Regions from separate parts of the Zea mays genome. Here regions 1 and 2 are each linked to region 3. A link is a contact called in public Hi-C data. All regions are on one chromosome and are shown on one strand. Each heading gives the region's core, a stretch centred on a gene start, on an enhancer-like site or on the middle of the called end of the contact. The rest is flanking DNA. Distances are from core to core; before and after follow the strand shown.

Region 1 (2,700 bases), core at 89-2,588, 270 kb before region 3:
CCTTCAGGGACCATGTTTGATCGAGGAGATCTTCGTGGACCTGCTCTAAATGGTCTATGGGTAAGCTTTGCAGCGCCCTGCTAGCTGGCTGCGCGTAAAGGGAGAGAAGTCCACGCATTGTTTCGTATAGTAGGAGAAATTCTTGTCTTGTGCTTTTATGTGTCTGCAGAAGCATGGTATTTGTCACCGTACACTTATGGTCGTATACACCATGTAAATGGTGCAGGATTTTGTTTAGCCCTCTTTTTCTTATCATGTACACCTACCGCCATTAACACACACTCATCTCTCTAACCTCATCCTACTCCTTTAACCTATAAGGACATATATATAACTCTATTTAATATAAGATCTGTTGAGGAATTTCTATGGGTTAGATGAAAAAATATGAGACCGACTCCTTACGACTTTTCATACAAATCATCTTTTAATTGTATTTATAGTCTAAGAGTTTAGGATTGTAGGTAGCTTAAAACTGCAAATCTCAAGACTACGTTATTATAGATATCTCTTTGTCACAGAATCTCAAGACAAATAAAAAGAACCATTTTTAGTGGCGAAAGAAAGGTAATGCGAAACCATGTCTTTTCATCTCCAAGTTTTTTCTTCTGTTTTGCTGCACAACACATAAGAACAATCCACCTATACCTATCTAGTTATAACAAATTAATATGATCTGACTGTACGAAGCATCAGAGATCGTTCGGCTGCTTCTTGAGCACAGCGTCCTCTAGTAGTTACCGCCGAGACATCCTCAAATCACAGCTCGAGCGCGAGATCGTTGCGTCGGTCACCGACGGGTCGGCGCCGGCGGTACGGCTCCGCGCGGGCGGCGACCCTGTCCTTGCGCTTCTCCATGAACCGCTGCAGCGACGCCTTCCGGGCCACGGGTAGGTCGGCGAGCGAGCAGAGCGGCTGCTCTGTGCCTCCTCGCGCCGCCGCCGCCGCGGCGAGGCGCAGCAGGTCCGCCGCCTTGTCCGCCGCGACGTCGTCGAGCACCAGCGCCCGCCCTCCGTACACGATGATCAGCTGCGCCGCCGTTTCCGGCTCGTCCTGGTCGACGTCGGCGCCCGGCATGAGCGGCAGGGGCCGCCGCACCGGCGGCCGCGCGCGCGTCCTCTCGGCCTCCGCCGCCTTGACGTACTGGCTCAGCGCGCCGCACGCCGCCGCGAACCGGCTCGGTGTCGTCGCAGTCGCAGCTGTGTTCTTTCCTGTGCCTCCAGAAGGTGCCGCCGCCGCCATCACTGGCGATGACCTGCTGGCTGCTGCTGTTCTGGAGAATGGAGGAGGAGGAGGGTTGATGGAAATTTGATTTGCCTCGGACGTTGTTGGTTGCTTGGGTTTCGGTGGGTTCGTTGAGAGGTCTTGTTTTTATATAGCTGGGAGTTGATTGAAGAAAGAGAACACGCATCCGAGGAGTGTATGGGTCGTCGGCACGAAAAACACGTGAAAAAGCTGTGGCGACGAGAGGTGGGAGCACGTCCACCCAGCCTGTCGACGGCGCCCGCCGCAAGTGCACGACGTGACGTCGTGTCTGAGGCATGTGGCGCGGTGCCGCGGTGGCGGTGAGGTGGGGACGTGCAGGTACGTCGTGCTTCACATCGAACTGCTCCGCGCACGTGGCTGCGAGCGGCTTGCCTCCTGGTTGAACACCATGACCATGAATACAATTTACTACTTCGTTCTTAATTATATTGTTGACCGCTATATTTAGTATGTACGGCCGGCCGGAAGATTCGACCATGTAAACCATAAGGTCCACGTCCTCGACGTGTGGTTTGCGGGATAGCTCCCACGGTCCACGATTAACTCGAACTACTTATTTCATATCTCTTTACTACTCTATAAGGTTGCAACGGGGGCGTCCACACTTCACATGGCTCCGCCCCGACGCCCCGACGCGCCTCAGTGACCCCGCGTCCCCCCGCGACAATCTCGCTCCGTGACCCCGCCCCACTCCTCCGGGCAGTCCCCTCTCCGAAACCCTAGCCGCTGTCTGACCCTCGCGATCGCGCCATCCTCCCCCTCCGTGCACGCGCCCGCCCCATCCACGAGCAAGCTCTTGCTGCGAGGCGGGGGAGGTTGTTGGCGACTCCCTCTACACGCCTGGAGGCGCTGGAGGCACAGCCAAGGAGGAGCCGAAGGAGGAGCAAGCCCTCTGACTCGCACCCTTCATCACCTGTCTCCTTCCCTAATCCCACTCCATCGCTGCCAGGTCCTCCTCTCCCATTTTCTCTGCGACCGCGACGGCAGCATCCGCACCGCCGCCCACCACCACCTGCTGCTCTGTTGCACCGATTCGCTGAAAGGTCCCTACCATCCCCGCCATTCCCTTCTCTAGCCTCGCATCGCGCCCTAGATGTGTCTCGCTATGTCGCTGTCAGCTGGAGAGGCCACAGACTCGTCATCCGACTCCGATGAGGCTGCATCCTGTCATCCCCGACTGTTTACTGCTGGTAAGTCACCCTAGCCTGTCTATCATTCATCCCGATCTCATCTCTCCGCGTCCCGCAATCCCAGCCGCGAGGAACTCCATTCGCTTCCTCCATCCGCCCAGATCCGCGCTCGCCCGGATCCGACTCACCTTCCCTGCTCTCTGGTTCCGCGAAGTACGCAATCCTCGCCATCCGCCCGGATCCACAGACGCAATCCCTGCTCTCTCCTGTCCACCGCTTCCTCCAGATCTCTCCAGCAGCGAGG
Region 2 (2,700 bases), core at 135-2,634, 390 kb before region 3:
ACAGTTGGAGGTAGTCAACCGGATCATCACTATGTACTTGAGGACAGCTGGTGATAGGAATACGATCCCTACCACGGATTGGCCTTAGGTTGTATGAGTGCGAGGGGGCTGGACGAGGGAGGAAACGCCCACGGCTGTGTTTGGGCGCCGTGGATGCTGGCCGCAGGGAAAGAGGGAGATGGGCTGCTGAACATAAGTACACACTGATGAACAGTAGCGCGATGAACAGTGGCGGCTAGGGTTTCTCCCAGCTCCCAGAGGGAAGCTGGAAACTATAATTGTTTCTGCTTGATTCCATAGGGTGGTGCTTACAATTATTTATACTTCCTTCTAGTACTTATCTAATGAGATCAAATCCCTCTTTTCTCTCTAACAAATCTTATCTCCTTAATCTTCTAATCCTTATCCAACTAATCTGCATGTCTAGATCCTTATCCAACTAATTTGCATGTCTATCCATTGCCTCTGCTGTGATCCGGCGCCTGTAGTGGCGGCCGGTCATAACAGCTGGTGATCGACCTAAGACGTGGTTGAAGTCGCTTCCCTAGGCAGAATTCTGTTACAACACTTCCTTCCAAACTGCATTGAAGTGTTTCTCATGTACACAACTAAAATGCAACCATCCACCAATCCAACCTTATTGCAACCGAGCTTCTAATGTACACAACCAATTTTTTCATTGAACAGAAATAGTTCGCATCAGGTACCTGGTGAGCGCGTCCAGGACGACGACGGCCATGCCGCGGTTGTCCCCGCGGGAGGTCTTGGGCTGGTTGTCGCCCTTCATTGAGACGTCATCGTAGAAGGCGCGGGCCGCCAGCTTCACCAGCCTGCAAGAAAACCAACCCAGCCGATCCCGCGCGGAGGTCAGGACGGCTGCGGCTAGGGTTTCGAGAATGAAGTTGGGTCGGGGCGCACCTGTTGAAGGGCTCGATGGAGTTCATGGTGGCGAAGACGACACTGGCGCACCAGCGTGCGGGTGATCGGGAGTTCTGATTGCGCGCTTACGACATAGGGGGCGGGCGAGAGTAGAGGTGCCGGCCGCGGCTGATGCAAGGTGCGCCACGAGATGTGTGATTTCTTGCAGAGGATGAAGATGCAGACCAGGCACACCCGTCTGGATCGGAGACGACAGAGAGGAAGAACCTCGGATTATGCACGATCGAGTCCCGATCGCAGATCAGGCGGCGCGGAATCGATCCCCAGCTCCGGTTCTTGCTCTGCTTGCGGCTGGGGAGGAAGGTGGAGGCGCTGACGTGCGTGCCCGTGGTGTCAATCTCTACTGCTCTAGAAGGCTATAGCGTAGGTGTCCACACTGCTTCACCACGGTTCCGCTTGCCCCCGCGTGCCCCCCGCCTCTGCGCGCCCGCGTGGCCCCTCGGCCCCCGCACCCCATCCCAGAGTCCTCCGCTATCCCTCGTGTTCCTTTTTGTTGCCCAAAAAATTTGTGATTGTGTCACTCTCAATTTTAGTTATATGTTATTATGCCCTCCTGTGTCAAAGACTGGTGGGACCATCTGTGTCTATAATTTGTAGACCCGATAGTATACTGACGAAACCCACAAACCATAATGGCAAAATTGTCAATGTCTCTGTGTTGCCCACCCCCGCCACGCAATCCTCGACGCCGCCCTCGCCCCCGCCTCTGTGGAGGCCAAGGGAGGCGTCGGTGTCCCCCTCACTCATGCCCTCGTCATCAGCGCCGGGCGTCCTTCGCCTCTCCTCATCAATTTCTCTCACCCCACCCGCCACCATCATCGGCCCCTGCCTGCGAGATCAGCTGTCGCCCCCACCCCGCCACGCAACAGATCTGCACCCCCAACCCCCTCCCCAGCGCCATGCCCGTGTGCACCCCAACCTCGGTCATCGCCACCTCCCCCGTGGGCCACCTCTCACTTCTCTCTACGATCCTCGCTCTCTTGCCCTCCCCCTCCTCTGCCTCCGACGCATTCGCCGACATTTTCTATGCACCTAGCAGGCCCTCCTTCACGCTCCTTGTCGTTGCCACACTACTTTGTGACCTCCCATCGACCTACCGCACCCGCATCCCCGCCTTCCTCAGGAAGATCATCTCTCTCTTCCCAAGTGCGGATGCCCATGACCTCCCTGCTCACATCCATGCCGCTCTACCTGGGCGTCATCCTCACAGGTTTCTTGCGCTTCTTTGGTGGCCGCCGCGGCGGCTGCGTTCGTGCTCCGCGGTACATTACGTGGCAAGTCGAGAGCACCGCACGGATGAACGTCTCGTTCGCGGTCAAGCAGGACCCCACGCTGGTGCCGAGGTTCAACGAGGGTGCCGTGAGTCTGCTCTGGGATGCGGTCGTGGTGTCCCGCTAGGATTACCGAATGTCAAGGTGATAGATTGCTCGTTACTCTACCTATTGTAATTACTCGTGTTTGCTTTAGAAATTTGTTCTGATCGGATGGCAGATGTCTCTCAGGCGGACAAATGGTTGTAGGATTGTATGCAAGAGGAATATGAACGGACCACTCATTGTGTCGAGAAGGGATTTCTAAAATCTGAGGGAATCATATTTTATATTACCTGCCAAGTCAGTTGTAAACTAATCATAAAGGTTGCTTAGATTCATAGTTATTTTGGGGTGTATACGACTTCTTATATCAGGTCGACGAGAGCATTGTTGGGAGGCAGCATGTTATTGTGACGGGTTGAAAGGCGATGGTGGCCGAGGGTGAGAC
Region 3 (2,700 bases), core at 19-2,518:
TTCTATAAAAGACATAAAAACCGGTTCGTTTTGAAGAAAAAATCGATAGTTTCGAGCAGCGGTTTTTGCAGCGGTAAACCGGTCAATAAAATTTTAATTTGATTTGAGCAAACCTGCCGCCGGCAGTTTTAGTTTACAAATCGTTTTAGTAAACGTGTGCGTGTGCACGTGTGCGCTGTCGTTCGATCTCGCCTCTTCAATTTCGGTCGCTCAGGTCCGACCAAATTCCTGATCTGCAAATGTGATAGCTGACGAGTGCTACCTGAACTATATACAGGTACACCCAACTGATCAGTGACGCGGCACAGCTCTTGGTTCGAGACGACCGATGACCGATTGCCGAGTGCTACTTCCTCTTGACTTCAAAAGATGTCACTGCTCGCACATACCATATATACGTACAGACAGTACGCGCGTGTGGTGAAAGGGATACGCACGCAATGAGAAAACTCGCCTCCTGGCTTGGTCATTCTGTGTTCAACGGTAGCTAGCCCAAACATATATATTTGTATCGGTTACACATGAGTCTTTGATACCACTACCAAAATCCAGCTCTTTGTCGAGTACTTCTAATCGGACACTCGGCAAAATTCAACTCTTGATAGTGACCGCGTTTGCGGTGAGCAAGACTCTGGGCATAGAAAGACACTCGGCAAAGATAACTTTGCTGAGTGTCAAACACTCGGCGAAAGGCGACGTTCGGTAAAGGACCATCAGCAGCCGTCTATATCTAACGGTCGTTATCTTTGTCGAGCGCCGGGCTTTTGCACTTGGCAAAGAGACTACTTTGCCGAGTCTCCCACGTCTGACACTCAGCAAATAATGCTTTACCGAGTGCCATCCTCGGACACTACGTAAAGTATATTTTTTATTTTTTTCTTTCTCTAACTAAACTTTTGTGGTATGTTGCTACACTATATAGACTTACATGTAACATTTTGACACAATTATAAAAGTGTTTTCTGTAACTATTAGATTTAATTTGTTTAATTCAATTTTCTCAGATAATTCAGATTTGATCATTTCTACCCACTTGTTGAGTTCACCCCTAAGTGCTCATCTCACAAGGTCACATGCTTCTAATCCTTAAAGAGAGATATTCCCACCAAGGGTTAAAATTTCCTTTTACCAAGTCAGATCATCACACAAGCAACACACTACGTGTTTGTTTTGAAATTTTAGCCTAGTGGATACATTCTAGGTGTATATTATGTAATGTCAATTTATATAATGTTATGTCAAAGTTTTAGTTCTCGTAACACCAGTCACTCGGATTCTCTTCCATTCTAGTACCTTGCCGTTATTAGTTGAGTTTGAGAGACTAGTGTTGTTAACAAGTGGTATTAGAGGGTTCGATTCTCAGCTTCAAGTCGCCAACGTCATGACTCTCAATGTCAAGCTCATCCTCGACGAGTTCAACCGGAGGTTCGACGCGACCGAGGCTGGACTCGACTGGCGCTTCGCGAAGCTGCTGCAGCCGCAAGCTGAGGGGGTGGACGAGCCGTTCCGCGATGTGGTGAGCCCTCTATCGCATCCTTCCATCGTCTACGTCTCTACGAGTCGTAACGCGACGAGGCCATGGCGGGAGCCAATGCTAGTGCGCTTGCTGGCCGTCGCGACGAGCGGCCCGCACGGGGACGCAATTCCTCCTCCGACGACAGATCTGAGCAATCCTACCTCACGCCCACCCGTGAGGCCACCAACAGGGCCCCTGCGCCCGACGATAGGTTGATGGCGTCCGTCGACCACCGTCGACGCCAGACTCCGGATGAAGAAGGAGGTGTCGAGCAGGAACGGGGCGGTGCCGTTGCCGACGAGGTGGAGGCCATGGCGGCGCACGAACTTCCTAGAGATGAGACCGGAGCAGAGGCTGCAACCCAGCAGCCGTGGTGCCTTTGCTGATCCACTTCGTCCCTGGTGATGATGGGTTCAGATGGAGCATGCATGGGGTTTGCTGCTACTCACGGTGGCGAGCTTGTCACTGGCGGACACGCTGGAGGAGCACCCTGCTCTGTGGCTGTCGCAGTTTCCGCTCGACGCGTGCGAGTTCACGTTTGATCGTGTGTCCGTTCCGCGGATGGAGCTGCTCGTCCTAGGCATCCTCGAGTGGTGGGTGGTCGTCGACATCCCTTTCCCCTACATCCGCTGCTTCGTGGCGCAGTTTCGGCAGGACGAGCGGCGGGCGATCTGCGAGCGCGCCGTGCAGCACCACTGCACCAGCTACCTCAAGCATAGAGGAGGATGTACCCTTTGACACTCCCACAAAGTGTTCGATAAGGGTCCTCAACCACAGCGCCAACTACGGCCGCTTCACTGAAGACCGGCGTAAAGAGGGCCAGATTCATTGCCTCCATCGTCAAGGGCCGCAGTGGCTCACTGTTCCGCGAGAAGATGATCGTGGGTGTTGGTGCTCGCTTTGTCGTCATCGTCGACGCGTCCAAGCTCGTGTCGCGCCTCGGCTGCACGGGCGCCAACCCCGGCGAGGTCATCCCCTTCGGCGTGCTTCACACGCTGGGACACATCCGCGGCCTCTTCGACGGCTTGCCTGGATTCCACGCCAGGCTGAGGTCTGTTCCAGCGACCGCCGCCAAGGGGAAAGAAGACTCGAAACAGTCCTTCGTCACCGACAACGACAACTACATCATCGAGGACGGCATCCGCGGCGACCTGCACGACATCAGTGACCGTCTGTTTCAGATC

The links. A called contact is a pair of places that touch in the nucleus more often than the background predicts.
Region 1: a contact with region 3 is called in a Hi-C map of ear, with 2.9 times the contacts expected there. The contact joins the promoter of LOC100286212 here to the promoter of LOC103626247 in region 3. A contact is called at or near these places in 7 of 25 Hi-C or Micro-C datasets (bundle sheath, ear, leaf and 3 more).
Region 2: a Hi-C map of ear shows a contact between it and region 3, with 3 times the contacts expected there. The contact joins the promoter of LOC100273603 here to the promoter of LOC103626247 in region 3. A contact is called at or near these places in 6 of 25 Hi-C or Micro-C datasets (bundle sheath, ear, endosperm and 2 more).

What each region holds. Positions count from the first base shown.
Region 1 is chr5:38,382,126-38,384,825 of Zm-B73-REFERENCE-NAM-5.0, reverse strand. It overlaps LOC100286212, which reads right to left and starts at 1,338. Exons shown (of 1, transcript NM_001159100.2): 1 at 569-1,338. The coding sequence starts at 1,242. The coding sequence ends at 760.
Region 2 is chr5:38,503,463-38,506,162 of Zm-B73-REFERENCE-NAM-5.0, reverse strand. It overlaps LOC100273603 (Transcription factor TFIIE alpha subunit), which reads right to left and starts at 1,384. Exons shown (of 10, transcript NM_001148019.1): 1 at 919-1,384; 2 at 708-830. The coding sequence starts at 944.
Region 3 is chr5:38,108,561-38,111,260 of Zm-B73-REFERENCE-NAM-5.0, reverse strand. It overlaps LOC103626247 (probable ribose-5-phosphate isomerase 2), which reads left to right and starts at 1,268. Exons shown (of 1, transcript XM_008646648.4): 1 at 1,268-2,700. The coding sequence starts at 2,392.